Regions from separate parts of the Drosophila melanogaster genome. Here region 1 is linked to region 2. Evidence: chromatin contacts called from public Hi-C data. All regions are on one chromosome and are shown on one strand. The core of a region is the stretch at or near the end of the contact, and the rest is flanking DNA. Distances in the headings are between cores, read along the strand shown. Region 1 holds the start of vret (vreteno). Region 2 holds the start of Nup133 (Nucleoporin 133kD).

What was found. A called contact is a pair of places that touch in the nucleus more often than the background predicts.
Region 1: a Hi-C map of the Kc167 cell line shows a contact between it and region 2, with 5 times the contacts expected there. A contact is called at or near these places in 36 of 107 Hi-C or Micro-C datasets (the Clone 8 cell line, the D17-c3 cell line, the Kc167 cell line and 11 more) and 1 of 7 datasets of targeted methods (the S2 cell line).

What each region holds. Positions count from the first base shown.
Region 1 is chr3R:22,739,926-22,747,199 of dm6, forward strand. It overlaps vret (vreteno), which reads right to left and starts at 5,656. Exons shown (of 6, transcript NM_142835.4): 1 at 5,289-5,656; 2 at 4,815-5,225; 3 at 3,933-4,749; 4 at 3,686-3,870; 5 at 3,436-3,629; 6 at 3,029-3,381. The coding sequence starts at 5,599. The coding sequence ends at 3,224. It overlaps HP1c (Heterochromatin Protein 1c), which reads left to right and starts at 5,695. Exons shown (of 1, transcript NM_142836.3): 1 at 5,695-6,680. The coding sequence starts at 5,792. The coding sequence ends at 6,505. CG17141 reads right to left here. Exons shown (of 2, transcript NM_142837.4): 2 at 6,521-7,274. The coding sequence ends at 6,575. Dcr-1 (Dicer-1) reads right to left here and starts at 1,166. Exons shown (of 4, transcript NM_079729.3): 1 at 1-1,166. The coding sequence starts at 1,105. It also overlaps CG6985.
Region 2 is chr3R:22,686,365-22,693,488 of dm6, forward strand. Nup133 (Nucleoporin 133kD) reads left to right here and starts at 4,243. Exons shown (of 8, transcript NM_142823.3): 1 at 4,243-4,511; 2 at 4,567-4,741; 3 at 4,802-5,305; 4 at 5,357-5,669; 5 at 5,725-6,563; 6 at 6,634-7,124. The coding sequence starts at 4,336. wfs1 (wolfram syndrome 1) reads right to left here and starts at 4,016. Exons shown (of 4, transcript NM_142822.3): 1 at 3,869-4,016; 2 at 3,711-3,809; 3 at 2,089-3,653; 4 at 1,178-2,036. The coding sequence starts at 3,932. The coding sequence ends at 1,203. It overlaps Gclm (Glutamate-cysteine ligase modifier subunit), which reads right to left and starts at 146. Exons shown (of 1, transcript NM_001275916.1): 1 at 1-146. CG17625 reads left to right here and starts at 485. Exons shown (of 1, transcript NM_142821.3): 1 at 485-1,043. The coding sequence starts at 540. The coding sequence ends at 968.

The DNA.
Region 1 (7,274 bases), core at 4,406-6,905, 55 kb after region 2:
ACAGACGTCGCACCTTGGGGCTGGAATAGCGTTCGATGGTCTGGCGTGAATCGCTGCCACTTCCTAAATGTCGATGGAATGCGTGTTCGCAGAGGGAGTACAGTTGGATAAGGGCCGTGCTCACTAGGCAGTACAGCAAGTAGTGACGTTCGTGCGGCGTCTTCACCTTTAACTTCTCATTGCATTGGTAAAAGTGATGTGCAGCCCGCTGCGTGCACCAAGGACCCATCTCGTGCAGCACGACCAGTAGTGAGTTGATGACGTTCAGGGGGTCCACCTTGGGATCGGGTATGTCTTTCAGTTCGTCCATAAACTGGTCTGTGCCGTAGATTTCGTAGGGATCGTAGCGGTGGTCCAATAAAAAGGACTTGTGTGTGTTGAGCACATCGGCAAGCACCAGGGACAGTTCGTCCATCTCGAAGGGGGCGCACTGTACGATGTATTCGTGCGGTCGGGAACAGTAACGCAACACGGTGACAATATCACTGGCCGTCTCGATCTGGCAAAGCACACTCTGCTCCAGGGTGGCCAGCATGGCGCTCAGTTGCTGCAGCTCACATCCGGCGCTGTGCAGCGGTCCAGCGAGTCCGAGAATCCGTGGCCTGTCCGCCGGTGGCGCTGGCATAATGTGATTCTCGAACAGAGGCCTTATCCTCTGATAAACGGCGCTGTCATGACAATCTTCCAGCACGATCAGTTCGACGCTGCTCAGCAGCAGCTCGCGAGTTTCGAGCAGATAAAGAAATCCCTCTGGCCGTAGGATGGAAACGTGATAGTCCGTCCAGCAATGATCAAAGGGAATTTGCATATCCGGCTGCTCCTGCCACACCCGCAGGTCAGTCAAGTGGGTGAGCATCGTGTAGATGGAGCATGGTTCCGTGCTGGTGCCAACCTCGCAACTGAGATAGACACTGACACGACCATGTCGGCGTGCTCGACGCGACAGCTCCTGGAGCAGCTTGAGGGCTATAAACTCCTTGGAACTTCGATGGCCCAGGCAAATAATCGTGTTCCGCTCGTAGGCGGTGGCCAGTAGCTCCACCTGAAAGTCGCGCGGCGTGAACACGGTGGTGTGCAGATTGTTGTCGCACCAGTGGAACGCCATCGTGGCTGAGGGGATTCACAAAAACACCACTGCCTCTGCGAGATTTCTATCAGAAAATCATCCAGAGCCGGCTACCAGCAGAATGCCAGTGTGACCAGGGTTCGGAATACCTTTCGAGGTTCACTTCATTGGCCACACTTACAAGTGGCTTGAAAATAGATTGCGCCTTGTATATTTATATTTTGTTGATAGCAAAAGTTTTTAAATTAACTTATGTATTTACGGTGAACTATACCCGGTAATCCTCTTCTTTAGCACCATAAAGCGGCGTTCCAAAGCTCCTTCCATGCGCCGCGCTGCAAAGCGAGAGAGCGAAGCGGCGCCTCCCAAAGAGGAACCACAGTCACCCTGCTCCTGGCCCAAAAACAATCTACCCAGCGAATGGGGCACCTCAGGGGGCACCCAAAGCCTGGGACCTCGAGAATTCAGGGCGGGCGAGAATCCCCTCAAAGATAGCCGCATCTTCCATGTGCTCTGGCGTAATCAGACCACCAAAAAGCACAAAACGTGGACTGGCAACGGAACGCTGGTGGTCACGGGATCCATAGTAACATTGAAGGATGACACCGGCAAGGTTGTGGACACCATGACATACTTTAAGCAGCGGCAACTTCAGGAGAACGATCAGCTGGAAGTAGGCAGCAAGGATGTCGAGATTCAGGAGGAGATTAAAACCGTCGAGGAGTGCCTTATTCAGCGCCAGTTGGAAATAGCCAACTGGTGCCAAAAAATAGATGCCCAGAATGGTTGTACAGACACATCGCCACCACCTGCTGACAGTGCACCCGTTAGGTCTCATCTGCTCAAGAAGATCAAGCGCGAGGCAGATGCCTTTGCTCCACCGCATTTGGAAATTAGCCAACATAGAGAAGATAAACATGTCTCCTATGCAGCCGCCGATTCCAGCACTTCGATGGGAAAGAAAATCTATGAACAAAACACTTTGAAGATAGAAAACCCTACCAAGGAGTTCACCCAATCGGAATATCTGTGTCTATTAACTCCAGCTGAACTGCAGAAAAAAATATTACTCTTTGTTTCTGAATATGCACAAACATCTAAAACAGTAAGATAGATTTAGACCAATTTACATGCATAAACAAATCAAAAAACTTGTATTTCAGGAATCGTCTACGTTGAAGGAAATCTTCCAAATTGTATGTGATCATCCTGTGCTCCTAAAAACTTTGGGTACGAATCCAGTGTTTAAGGAAATAATGGAGGTACTGGACGCCATACTGCCGCCTTGGCCAAGCATGGGACTTTACGACTCCGCCAAGTTCGAGTTTCTACACGTAATGCTGGATCACTTAGTGGCGGAGCGAGGCGAGAAGTGCTGCATCTTGGCAAACAGTGAGGATTGCCTCACCCTGGTCAGGGGATACTGTCAGAGTTATAGTTTGGACCATGCGCAGCTAGATGGTCCCCAAAAAGTGAACTTATTTAATTCTCTTGCCGATGGAGAACCAATGATTGGCTTGATTTTGACCAGTGACTTGTCGGCGCTTCGAGCTCTTCGCTGCAAACACCTAATTATTTATAATCACAATTCCAGGCAGCAAGCCAACCAACTGCTGGCCGTTGGAGCAATGGATACCAAAATATATACTCTCATCACAGCCGGAGGTTCTCCGGAGGAGTTGCAGTTCTATGGGCATATGGGTGATGATTCTATAGAAGATCTTCAGAATTGCCGCAGCCAGCTTATACCGACCGCATCTAATGTGAGTACTTCGAATTCTTATCATATTAATAAATCACCTATTGCATTGATAACCTATAGAATCTAGCGGACTGGACCAAAAGTGAGCCACCTTTTGACCGTGTTTTCTTTGAGGTGAGATTTGTATTACATTTTACTAACTTAAATTGCGTAAATCAATGTGACCTTACAGGAAACTGCTATATCGGATAGTCTGGATTGTATTCAACTGGTTTATTCAAGAAAAGTGAGAGTAAAAACTTAAACAAACAAAACGTTAACTTCAAGAATATAAATGTAAACAAAATTATTTTGTTGAACTAAATGCTTAGCAGTTGAGTTAACCTGGAAGATTTGTGCTTTTTTTTGGCCATAATTAGTTCTGAACTATTTCGCGGAATCAACCTTTTGAGAACTTAGTCCAAACTTAAGAACTCCTGCAGTTTTTCAATGCGAGTGGAGTAGCTATTTGTTTCCTCGTCGAAAGTGATTTCGCTGCAGGTGATAACGGACCCAATGGGATAATTTTTATCCAGCCATTTGATCTGCTCATCGGTGGGCTTCTCAGGCACTCCTACGAAAATCGAGTCATATAAATAATATAATTATCTTTGGAGAGCCTAATTACCAATTAAATCCAACTGTGTGGTCATTATAGGGAAGATAAACTGCGGCGGATAGGGACGTATGTCGGTGACATGTGTTGGCACTATGTTTCCGTAGTCAATGAACAAAATGCTGGGATAACCATCTCCTACTAACTCCACAGAGAGACCTCGACGCCATTTGCCTTCGTACTTAGCTATGCAAAGCTCATTTATCCTAAATGAAAGAGCGCTTTAGTTAAATGGACAAAAGAAAACGGCGAGTAACTTTACGGCGGTGCGTAGGTTGCGCACTTGGCAATCTTTTCACCATACTCCTGTATGTCTCGCTGCATTTTGGTGACTTCGTAAGCCAGATCTATGGAGGTGCAGTAGATAAAGCCGCACTGGATGAATGTGTTGTCCATTACCACTACATTTATGTTCTTTCCGCAGTGCAAGGGAATGTATGGAAGACACTGAAACCGAATAAATGCAAATGACAACTGTGTACTTGATGTTTTTTTAAGTTCTGGCTTACGTCCTCTTTGTATCCCAAGTCCGAGACAGACGGCTCAACAGGAGTTAGGATGGTCTTGAAAAGGCGGTTGAGGCTCCTATTAATATCGATCTCGGTCATCACCACGACCTGCATGCCCTTGCTGGTATCGTACTCACGTGACGAGTACTTGATATTAAAAACTAGGGACTGGTCGAGTTCGTACATGACTTCCCTTATGTTGGGACCCACAAAGCGCCTGGGAACTCCGCGTAATTTAACGGCTACGGGATAGCAGGTCAAACCAGCTAAATACGAACTGCATTCATACAGTCTTTCCAGCTGCGTGACTTCAACACTTCCGAAATCAATGAACACTACATAGATTTCCTTGATATTATCCACGTTTAGCACCATGGCGCGCGACATATGTCCCTCGAACTTGTAGAGCACAATTTGTCCGCAGACTGGCGTACTCTGCAGTTTGGAGGCATCTTTGCCCAGCATCATTACCTCCGTGAGAACTGTATAATAGGCGATGTCAATCTGAATGTCCGCCGAGCGCACATAGACCACGTTAGTCTGCTCGAATGCAGTAATTCTCACTTTAGATCCAGACGGCGGCAAGCCGGGTTTGGGGTACTTCCGGCCCACCTTTTCGTCAAGGTTAAGTATCTCACCCTTGCCGCAAGCTTGCTTATGCTGCTCTGCCACATCGGCGAAACAGGAGGCATTGCAGAAGGGCATTTTGCACAGCTTGCAGAAAGTGTCTGTCCAGTTTTGACAAACCACGCACTTGCTGACGCCGTCTTCCAGCAGGCTTTTAGTTTTATCCTCTTCGGTGACAGCAACCGTTGACCTGAGTGATGCAGAAACTATACTCGTTAGCTAATCAAGGGCACGTGACCAGGTGGCTATACTAACAAAGGAATCGTTCTGCCCGAACGAAAGTGCAGAACGACCTGCGGGATTCTGGTCTCATCCTTAAGCTTGTAGATATCATGGCGCTCCAGTGCGAATTCGTACTTTACATTGAGATAGCGTTGAATGGGGTCGTTGGTGGCCAACAATGAACCTCTTTTGTAATCATCTTTGGTGACCAGCGGTGGCCGGAAGAACTCCGGATGATTTTGTCCTCCGGTCGAGATCGGAACCTCTCTGTTGTGATTCACTGGCGTACGTTCAGTGGCCGAAATTGCTGGGCCTGGTGTTGGCATTGGCTCAGTGGAAGTCACCGGATCGCTGGTGATTTCCCGCTCCTTTTGCGGGCGACCAGTGATGCACTTGATCAGGTTCGGGTAACGCTGCACCCGCTGTTGCGCTGTCTCCAGGGATCTGGAAAAAGGATTATACGCTCGAAATATTGAATGACCTGCGAAAGTGCTTGAAGAAACTCACGCGATATTTTCAAAGTAGACAAAGTATACGCGTGACAAGCGGCGGAACTCCATCTCCTTGATGAGCGCCCGACCGAAGAAGTTGATTAGCATCTTTTCGGTCACATAGGGACTGCTTTTTGGAACCACCAAGTATGGATACTTCGCCTGCCTGGTGGCACGTTGCTCCTTTTCGTCCTTTGGCGGCAGCGGGGCTTCCATGATTAGTTTCTGGCCAGACTCGTTAGTGTAACGGTTGCCCACTTGGTCATAGTATTCCCTGGACATTGGATCGAATGCGGACCAATCATCCTGCGAGGATTCGGATTCCATTGCACCTGAGCTTTAAAATTTCACCTGAATTCGAATTGCAAGCGCGTGCGAGTGTGACCGTTTTCTATGCTGTCAGAAGTATGTTGCTATTGTAACTGTTGTTGAAGTCAGCAAACGGTCACACTGGCACTAGTGAAAAAAACCAAGCCGATTTTAAATATTGTAAACAATCTTGTAAAAACACAATAAAAAATGGTTAAAAACGAGCCCAACTTCGTGGTGGAGCGCATCATGGACAAGCGCATTACCAGCGAAGGCAAGGTTGAGTACTACATCAAGTGGCGTGGCTACACGTCGGCGGACAACACCTGGGAGCCCGAGGAGAACTGCGATTGCCCGAATCTCATCCAGAAATTCGAGGAGTCGCGCGCCAAGTCCAAGAAGCGCGGCGAGAAGAAACCCAAGTGCGAAGAGATCCAGAAGCTGCGCGGCTACGAGCGCGGCTTGGAGCTGGCCGAGATCGTGGGCGCAACGGATGTGACGGGCGACATCAAGTATCTGGTGCGCTGGCAGTTCTGCGACGAGTTCGACTTGGTGCCATCGGCACAGATCGTGGAGAAGGATCCGCAAATGCTGATTGACTATTTCCAGAAGATGGCACCTTACTCCCGTCACATTGCGATGCGAATGAAGGGCGTGCCGGAGGAGCTGCGTTTGGCGGCCTCGCGCACCAGTTATCCGCACATTAGCAGTGCGCCCGTCGAAGTGCCGCCGGAGGTGGATCAGTCCGCTGAGTTGGCTGGACATCTTGGTGGAATCGCGCCACAGGTGGACCAGGCGCCGCAGCACCATGCACCCATGGATCTAGCCAATGATACCGACGATTTGGCTAGTGTTTCGTACTCGATTCCCGTGCCCGGCGTTGGCGACATTGCCATCGATGTGCCCATGGCGGAAAATCAATAAGGACGCGAGCAGAATCGACTGTTCAGTCTTTAATCTAAGCCCCTAAGTTTAATTCATACATATGTATAGCTATCTGAAACCACTGGGTTCGTCCAGATTCATGTGACCCAACTGGCCGGAGCGAAAGAAGTGAATGAACTTTCGCGCGGCCGCCAATAAATTTGTCATCACCTCCACGCGTCCGTCGTACTGCTTGACCTTGTGGAATAGCTCCTCCCGATGAGCGTACTCCGCCAGCACGGCGCTGATGTCGTCACTGGGTCCGGAGCTGAGCTTTAGCATCTCCACGTAGTCGTATTTGCGGTGGCTATTCAGCCAGTACAGCAGATAGTCGGCTATCAGATCCTCGCCCACAATATGATCGGGAAGGCAGCCCACCAGGGCCAGTTTCATGCCCATTTCATCATCCTTAATGGAGGGCTGGAGGATGCCGGGTGTGTCGATCATGTAAACAGGCGGATTCTCTTGGATTTTGATGCGTTCGCCGACGGATCGAGTTATACCCGCCTCGGCACCCACGCGTGCGGCGCTCTTCTTCTTGAGATGCACATTTCGCAGCACATTGATCACGGAACTCTTGCCCACATTGGGCACGCCGATGATCATCAGATTGTGCTCGGCAGCTTGGGTGCGATTGAAGCGACTGCTCTCGCTCACGAGGCGCGTTGCCAGGGGCAGGATGTCCAGCACGCCGTTGTTGCGCTGATCCTTGCAGTTGGTGAACAGGATGTGCTGCAGTTCGGGCTGCTGTCTCCTCAGCTGCTGGAGC
Region 2 (7,124 bases), core at 2,993-5,492:
TCCTTATTTGGTATCTGCTACTTTCGCGACCGTCCAGACAACTGCAGCCCTCTCAGGTGTGTGAAACGCGTGTGTTCTCGAGCACCGACCGCTTGGCCACTTAAATACACTTTGCACCGAAGTGTGGAGAGAGAAATAAATTCTGCTGACAGCTGGTGATGGACGTTGGCCGATTGGCTTCGATAAGGTTATCGAAAAGTATCCATGCGCCGCCAGGGGTACTAGATCCAAATGAAATACAATTTAAAATTCGAATGTATAATAATAATTACAGTGTTGCCCAACTAATAAGTCTAGTGCCCTCATTGTTCATAAAAAGCATGACCATTGAAAATGTATTTAAAATTTGTATTTTAAGCTTATATATTTAGGTAGCTATTTATTTAATAAGGAAAAGCAGCCGGTTAATAAAACAATTTTATTGAGTACGTATGCCTTAAAATGTCATATCTAACCGGTAAATTGTAACGGTTTCCAGTTGTAACTGTTGTTTAAAGTGTTCAATTTGGAGATTTAGAGATTATAATAGAAGAACTAGGATGTGTGGACGGGCTGTGCGCGATTGGTTGGTGCTATTGACCATGGAGAAGTACATTGGTAAATTCCTGGAGCGGGGGTACGACAGCATTGAACGCTGCAAGCTTATTATCGTAAGCGATCTGATCATGCTGGGAGTGGATAATCCCGCTCATAGGAAGCTCCTGCTCGAGGGAGTCCGGTTCTTGGTCAACGCACCCGAGCAGTTCATCTGCAAGGAGCCGTGTGAGCTGCATGAGGAGATTGAACTGAAATTAGACCCGGATGTTGAGTTGTTTGCTTCGCTAAAGTGCCTGGAAAATGTTGATTTCCTAGAAACACCTGTTCCATATTCGCTAACATCTCCACAAAAGACGCTCACAACTCGGGACTCTTGCAAATGGAATGTCAAAGGTGTGGATCAGTTACCTTCCGATAACATATTTAACTAAATACAAACAAAGCAAAAAATAATGCGTGTGATAAGGATCTTTATATATTTTTAAGAACCAATAAAACGACAATTGAAAAGCTGTTTTACAACACTATCATAATCAACCAATATAATTTCGTAAATATTTTTCAGTTTAAATAAATACATATGTATCTATTATATTAAAGTAAAAAAAATGGGGTGAGCAGATTACAAGAAACTCATACTCCTGTGTTTTTTAATTTAATGAAAATTACTTAAACGTAATTAAAGGATTCAACAAAGCGTTCAACAAATACTTGATGCCTCTCATCAAATCTTGGAGGCGTGCATCCATGGGTGAAGCGGCCACCACTCGCTCGATGCTGGCCGTACCCAAATCCCGCGACCGGCACTCCACACACTCGATGGTTTTCAGCTTCACCTGCACGTTGTCAGCCAAAAGCCGAGAATTGTGCAGGATTCCATAGAATAGTACAACATCGCCCTCGCTTAGGAGCCGTGTGAAGTTCCCAAAGTCATGGTGAGCTCGTAGGATAACATCTGTGGTGGTGGAACGACCCAGTAGACGGCCACTCCTCTTGGTGCCCACCTTGACCAGCAGCTCGTACTCGTAGCGATTCCATCGCTGCAGTGTGCAACTACCGCTCTGAGCATTGAATGTCTTGAACACGCTCCGCCACTCCTCGCACTGCGCATCCAATTTGGGATCGCATTTGAAGTGCTGCGATATATTCTCGCCATGCAAGCAGCGCAGCATCCTGCCCAGCCAAACGGGCAAATAGTTCGCAATGGTATCCTCCAAAAAATTGGACACCCGCGAGATTTCCACTTTGGTGACGCTGCCCTCCCATATCACGGGCATTCCATTCAGAAGGGAGCAACGCAGCTGGGCTTTTATCTTATTCGGCTGCTCGTGGACAGGTTGAGCACAAAGTGCATGAAAGCGATCCCAGGGCAGAGTATTCGTCTCGGAAAGCGAGTGCAGACCCGCTCTGGGCATGGCATTGAAGCGCGGCGTATCCTTAAAACTCGATGTCATATAGGGTAAGACCAACAAGCACGCTGTTGTGATCGCCGTGATTAGCTGAAAAGGTATTAGTTAATATATGAACAAAACCTTACCATATTACACTTACCTGCAGCATTGTAATGTATTTCTGGGTAGCTCGGTTAAGCGCCAAAATGCAGGACAGGACCACTACCAGCCCGCAGGCGAGAGCTGTGCTGCCCCACCGAAGCTGCTCACTAGCCAGTCCTAAACTATCGATGGCCACGAAGACAGGCACCAGAAGTGCCACGATTCCGAACAGAGGCAGGAACAGGACGATTCCAGCCAAGCCGAGGGCTGCTCGCATCACTCCAAAAACGGTGGAACTCTGCGAGGTGGCTATGCACACTTGCAGCCAACTGAGCGTGACGCAGTGCGGGATGAGGAATGTGTAGACTCCATGCCAACGGGAGCGTTTGGCCATCATAATTAGCAGCACCGGAATAAAGAGATACAAGGCAGTGCGGCAATTCAAACAGAATTCAATGCCATTGCCAATGACAAACGATGAGAAAGTAGGTACGCGTAGGTCAAGAAAGCGCCAGCGCGTAGACACAACCTCGTCCATTTCGTACGGATATTTGGCAAGAACATTTACGGCAAAGGAAACAATCACTAGCCAGTCAGGCAGTTGGTGGGAGGAGGCGTACATGGACACGCACATGGTGATGAAGGTCAAGGCTCCAGAGATTATAGTCAGCTCCGAGTGTGGCAGCCAGGCGTCTGTGACCAACGGGTAGACAATCAGGTTGCAAATGAAGGCACAAAAGAAGTACAGGTACGGCTTCATATTGTTGCGTAAAAAGCGATGCTCCGCAATGTCCGCCTCGATGTTCTGATCCCCGTAGCTCAGGAACAGTCCCGACCAGATGCGAAAGTCCACGAACTGTTGTTTGGTTTTCAGCATCTTACACGTGGCCCAGATCATGATGCCCAGACTGAGATAATAGCTGACCAGGGGCAGCATATGCCGGCTGCTCCACCAAGAGATTGCAACGAGCACGCTGCAGCGCACGCTCAGAGGGATGACGTTGGGTATGGACACAATCAAGTTAAGCAGCCGGTGGTAGAACAGGGTGAAGAAGATAAGCGGGTGGAAGATCATGCGGTAGAAGCAGGGTACATGGTCCAAGCTCCTAGGATCCGGGACGGATAATGTGAGAGCATCATTAACGCTGGGCATTTGTCCGGCACTGTAATTGGAAGCTGCCGAAACGAGGTGAGCTTCGGTGATGAGGCGGCGTCGCTCCACATTGGCTAGGTCAATGGTGGGCACATCTTCGAGCGGTTCGCACTCCGGCTCCTGCTCGCCCTCGCTGCTCGACGAGGAGCGGTCATCATCGCGTCGACGCCGCTTGCGTTGCAGATTGTAGATGCGCCGCATTTTGCGCTCCAGCTGCTTGGGCGTTATATGCTCGTTTCCATTTGATAGGCAGGCAAAAAGCTCCCGGGCTGCTTTTCTGGCAGCCCGCTCACCAGGCGTCATAGCCAGGCAGCGACGCACTTCGTCCGTATTCTCTGCCGTAATACCGCTGCCATCGTTGTAGCACTGGCGTAGCAGCTTGACTGCATCCTCGTGTCCATTGTGTGCTGCACTCACCAGCCAGTTGACGGCCTTCTGGCTCTGATTGCCTTTGGCAAGATTGGGCTCTACTGCGGACATAGCAATCTTCATTATCTTGTAATTCTCGAGCAAATCCTTACACTCACCTATGGAATTATCGAGTAACTCTTTGGCCAGATCGTATTGCATCTGGGGGCATCCCTCCTCGGCGATGTGATGCTTAAGTTTGTTCAAGGAGGCACGATCTGTAAGGGAAAACATCTTCACTTTATGAACGTGTATCAATCAAAGCTCAGAGATTTACCTTCCAGATTCCAACGCCTGCGCTTGGTGACACCTGTCGGCTCATTTTGCGTCCAGGTGGCCATCTATGTCGAGTTTTTCGCTTTGTTTACGAAAATCTATGAAATAATTCTAGTCTTGACTTAGCGATGGCATCGTGTAGAACTTGTCTTAGAGATGGACTCACAAATATTAGTTAATATAATTATTAATTTAAAAATTTGTTTACCAAAGTTTAATTATTCATCGTATATAGTATATAAAATACATTTATGTAGTATAAATAATTTCCTATATTTAAATTTGTGTTCTTTGTGTATAATGTCGTGACTTCTAATCGATAAATAACTCAAATGTACTCAGCTGTGATTTCGATATTGCGACATCAAAAATCGATTCACACACATGCCGGCTAGATTGTTTGCTGTTGCAAAAGTAGTTGTTTATTTTTGATTTATAGGCATTTCCCAAATAAGAGCCAGCACAAAAATGGAGAGAAATCTGCAGAAGCAATTATACGGCATATCGCGCGAATCTTCACCAGGTGCACGAAGGTACAGCATGCCAGCAGCCTCGGCAGACAGCACGCGTAAATCAATTTTTGGCGGCAGCGCCAGTTGCGCCCAGATGTCGGGGAGCCTCAAAAGGACTGCCCTGACCAACAGGTATGTGCTAACTTATTCTCCTGGAATTTCCCACTCATCAAACAATCCTTTTCAGCCGGCTCAGCTTGTCGGTGCGTTCCACTCAGTCCATTGCCGGCATCCGATCCGATTACAATTCGGTAGAGAGCTTCGGTTGTCCACTGCCGGTGGTGGTCAATGAGGCACTAACCTTCGCAGGTCCAGGAGCGGGCACAGTAACAGCCAAAGTGACGCAAAACGGTTGGGCTTGGGTAATATATCAGCAACTCTCATTGTATCTGGTTCAGCAATCAGTACGATTACCTTTTCAGGTTGTCCAAGGCAGACGCCTCTTGATTTGGCAGTATAAGGACACGGCCAAGTCGGGCTCGCCACCTCGTGTGGGCAAACTGGCAAGACGTGGTGGTGGTCTGGCCCAGTGCCGTGAATTGACTTTACCTTACAGTGACCTGGGTCACAAGAGTGATTTAATCAGTGTTTTCCAGACGGAGGGTCAGCAAATGGCCTCCTGCATAGCGGTATCAGCCACGGGAGAAGTTCGGTACTGGTCATCGATTGCGCACGATGGGAACTCCGTGGATCTTTCCATCTTAACTGGCCAAGAGTTTGTCCAGCTGCTCAGTCTACCAACGCAGCAGGGCTACCTAGCCGTTACAACCACCTGCAATCTGGTATTCCTGCGAGTCGGACTGACCAACGGACGTTACACACTTCACCATAAGACTATCAAGCCTGCCACTAGCTTCCTTGGTGGTTTTGGCAAAAAGTTTGCCTCCATTTTGATTGGAATGAACACGGGTGCAGACAAGGATCAAGTAAGTATCTTCGTCCAGCATGGGACAAAAATCTCATGAAGTGTTTTTTAGACTTTGGTCGGCATGTGCTGCGAGAGCAATTTAGAAAGTGGAGAAACCATTGTGGCCGTGCTCTCTGATCGTGCAATCCAGCGCTGGAGTCTGTCCAACAATGGCAACACCGAAAACCTTCTGTACGAGGATGCGGATATGTTGCGCAGGATACGCGAAGAGTTTATAACGAACTTTTGGAAGTTCCGACTCCCAGCGGATAGTTTGGAGATCGATCTCCATCTGTTGGACTTTCACGTGGTTAAGAACAAAGCTTATATACTGGCTGGAGCTGTGAATGCTGCTCACGCTCCACAAATGTGCTACGCTCTGGGTAAGAAGTATGTGACAGCAAATCTTGATATGGTATATAATGTTAAGTATTTTAGTGACTGGCACTGCTCAAGCTGAAAGAATGCTTCTGGAATCGTTCACGCCGCTCAATATGAACAAATTCTTTAGTGCCAAGACTGAGGAGGATTGCCTCAGCGTGCGTTTTGTAGTAGGCAGCAGCCACATCTATTTGTATACTTCTAAAGTTGTGTATCCTCTGCACTTGACCAACTCGGTGCCGACAGCAGAGCTAGAGGCGGAAAAGATCGAGTTCCATCAGCACGATGATCGCATTTTGAGTGCCGTCATCTGCAGCCAATTGCCATTGTTCTTTAGTCGCACACATGGCCTAGTTTCTATTACACCGGGCGATTTTGATGGTACTGAAATGATGAACATGAGCTCCTGCAACACGCCAGATTTATATGCTCCCAATTCGTGTAATGCTAGTTTCGCAGTTGCCGATCATTCTGCTTTGACTAACAGTACTAATAATCTTCACCTTTTCGAACTGGATCCGGATGAAATGTACAACGAACTAAGCGATGAAGTTGGTCAACTAAAGGCAGCGTTCCTATATCACATGAAACGCAACAGCAATATGGTCAAGACGATCGTCGATGAGCTGCTTCGTAATGTCACTGCAGCCGATCCAAGTGGTGCACCCATGGATGCTTACAAGTTGGATCGAATTGTTATTACCATCGCCGAAGACTTGGCGGAGGATATACCAATAGCCGATCCCCGATGGGAGGAGGCACTTGCAGATCAGGAAATGAATAGGCATGCCATCGGCAGCTCTCGTTCAATGCAGATTATCAACCAACTAAGGGACAAGATCATTGCTTTCCAGCACTTCATAACGTTTCTGCATTCCAGTTTAGTTTGGGACAAGGTATAAGGACAAAATATTTATTTGTTTATTTATTTGATTTTGTTAACAAAATCAATACTTTTCGTTCCAGTTAAATGTCATACCTTGCGGAAGCCATTCGCTGAAACCCACCGGCTGTATTCTAGCCGATATCAGCGAGAAGATAGTGGCTGCTATGGCTCTGCGATCCATTCAGACCAAACTGCCCAAGCTGATTGAAGAGGCTATCGATGCCACCGTAGCGTTATGGCATGAGGAGCCTCAGGGCAGCCTAACTTACCAGGATATATTTTACGTAAAGCTGTCTAGGTTTCAAAACGTGTTCGAGGCCCTGGCGGATATTGCTGACGATCGAATCGCTGCTCAGAATCAGACCACCATATCAGTGGCCCACTTTGTCAACGAGATAAACTCCATTGTCCTAGACGTTTTGGGACAAGTGTTCAAGTATCGAAAGCAGCACGCAAGCAGCTTTAGACTGAGCCACGAAAAACTACCTTCCTACGAGAATCTACCTTGGACTGCGATGGCTGGCAGTGCGGGAGTTCGTGACACGCTGACTCGCCTCATTGACATTAGCGT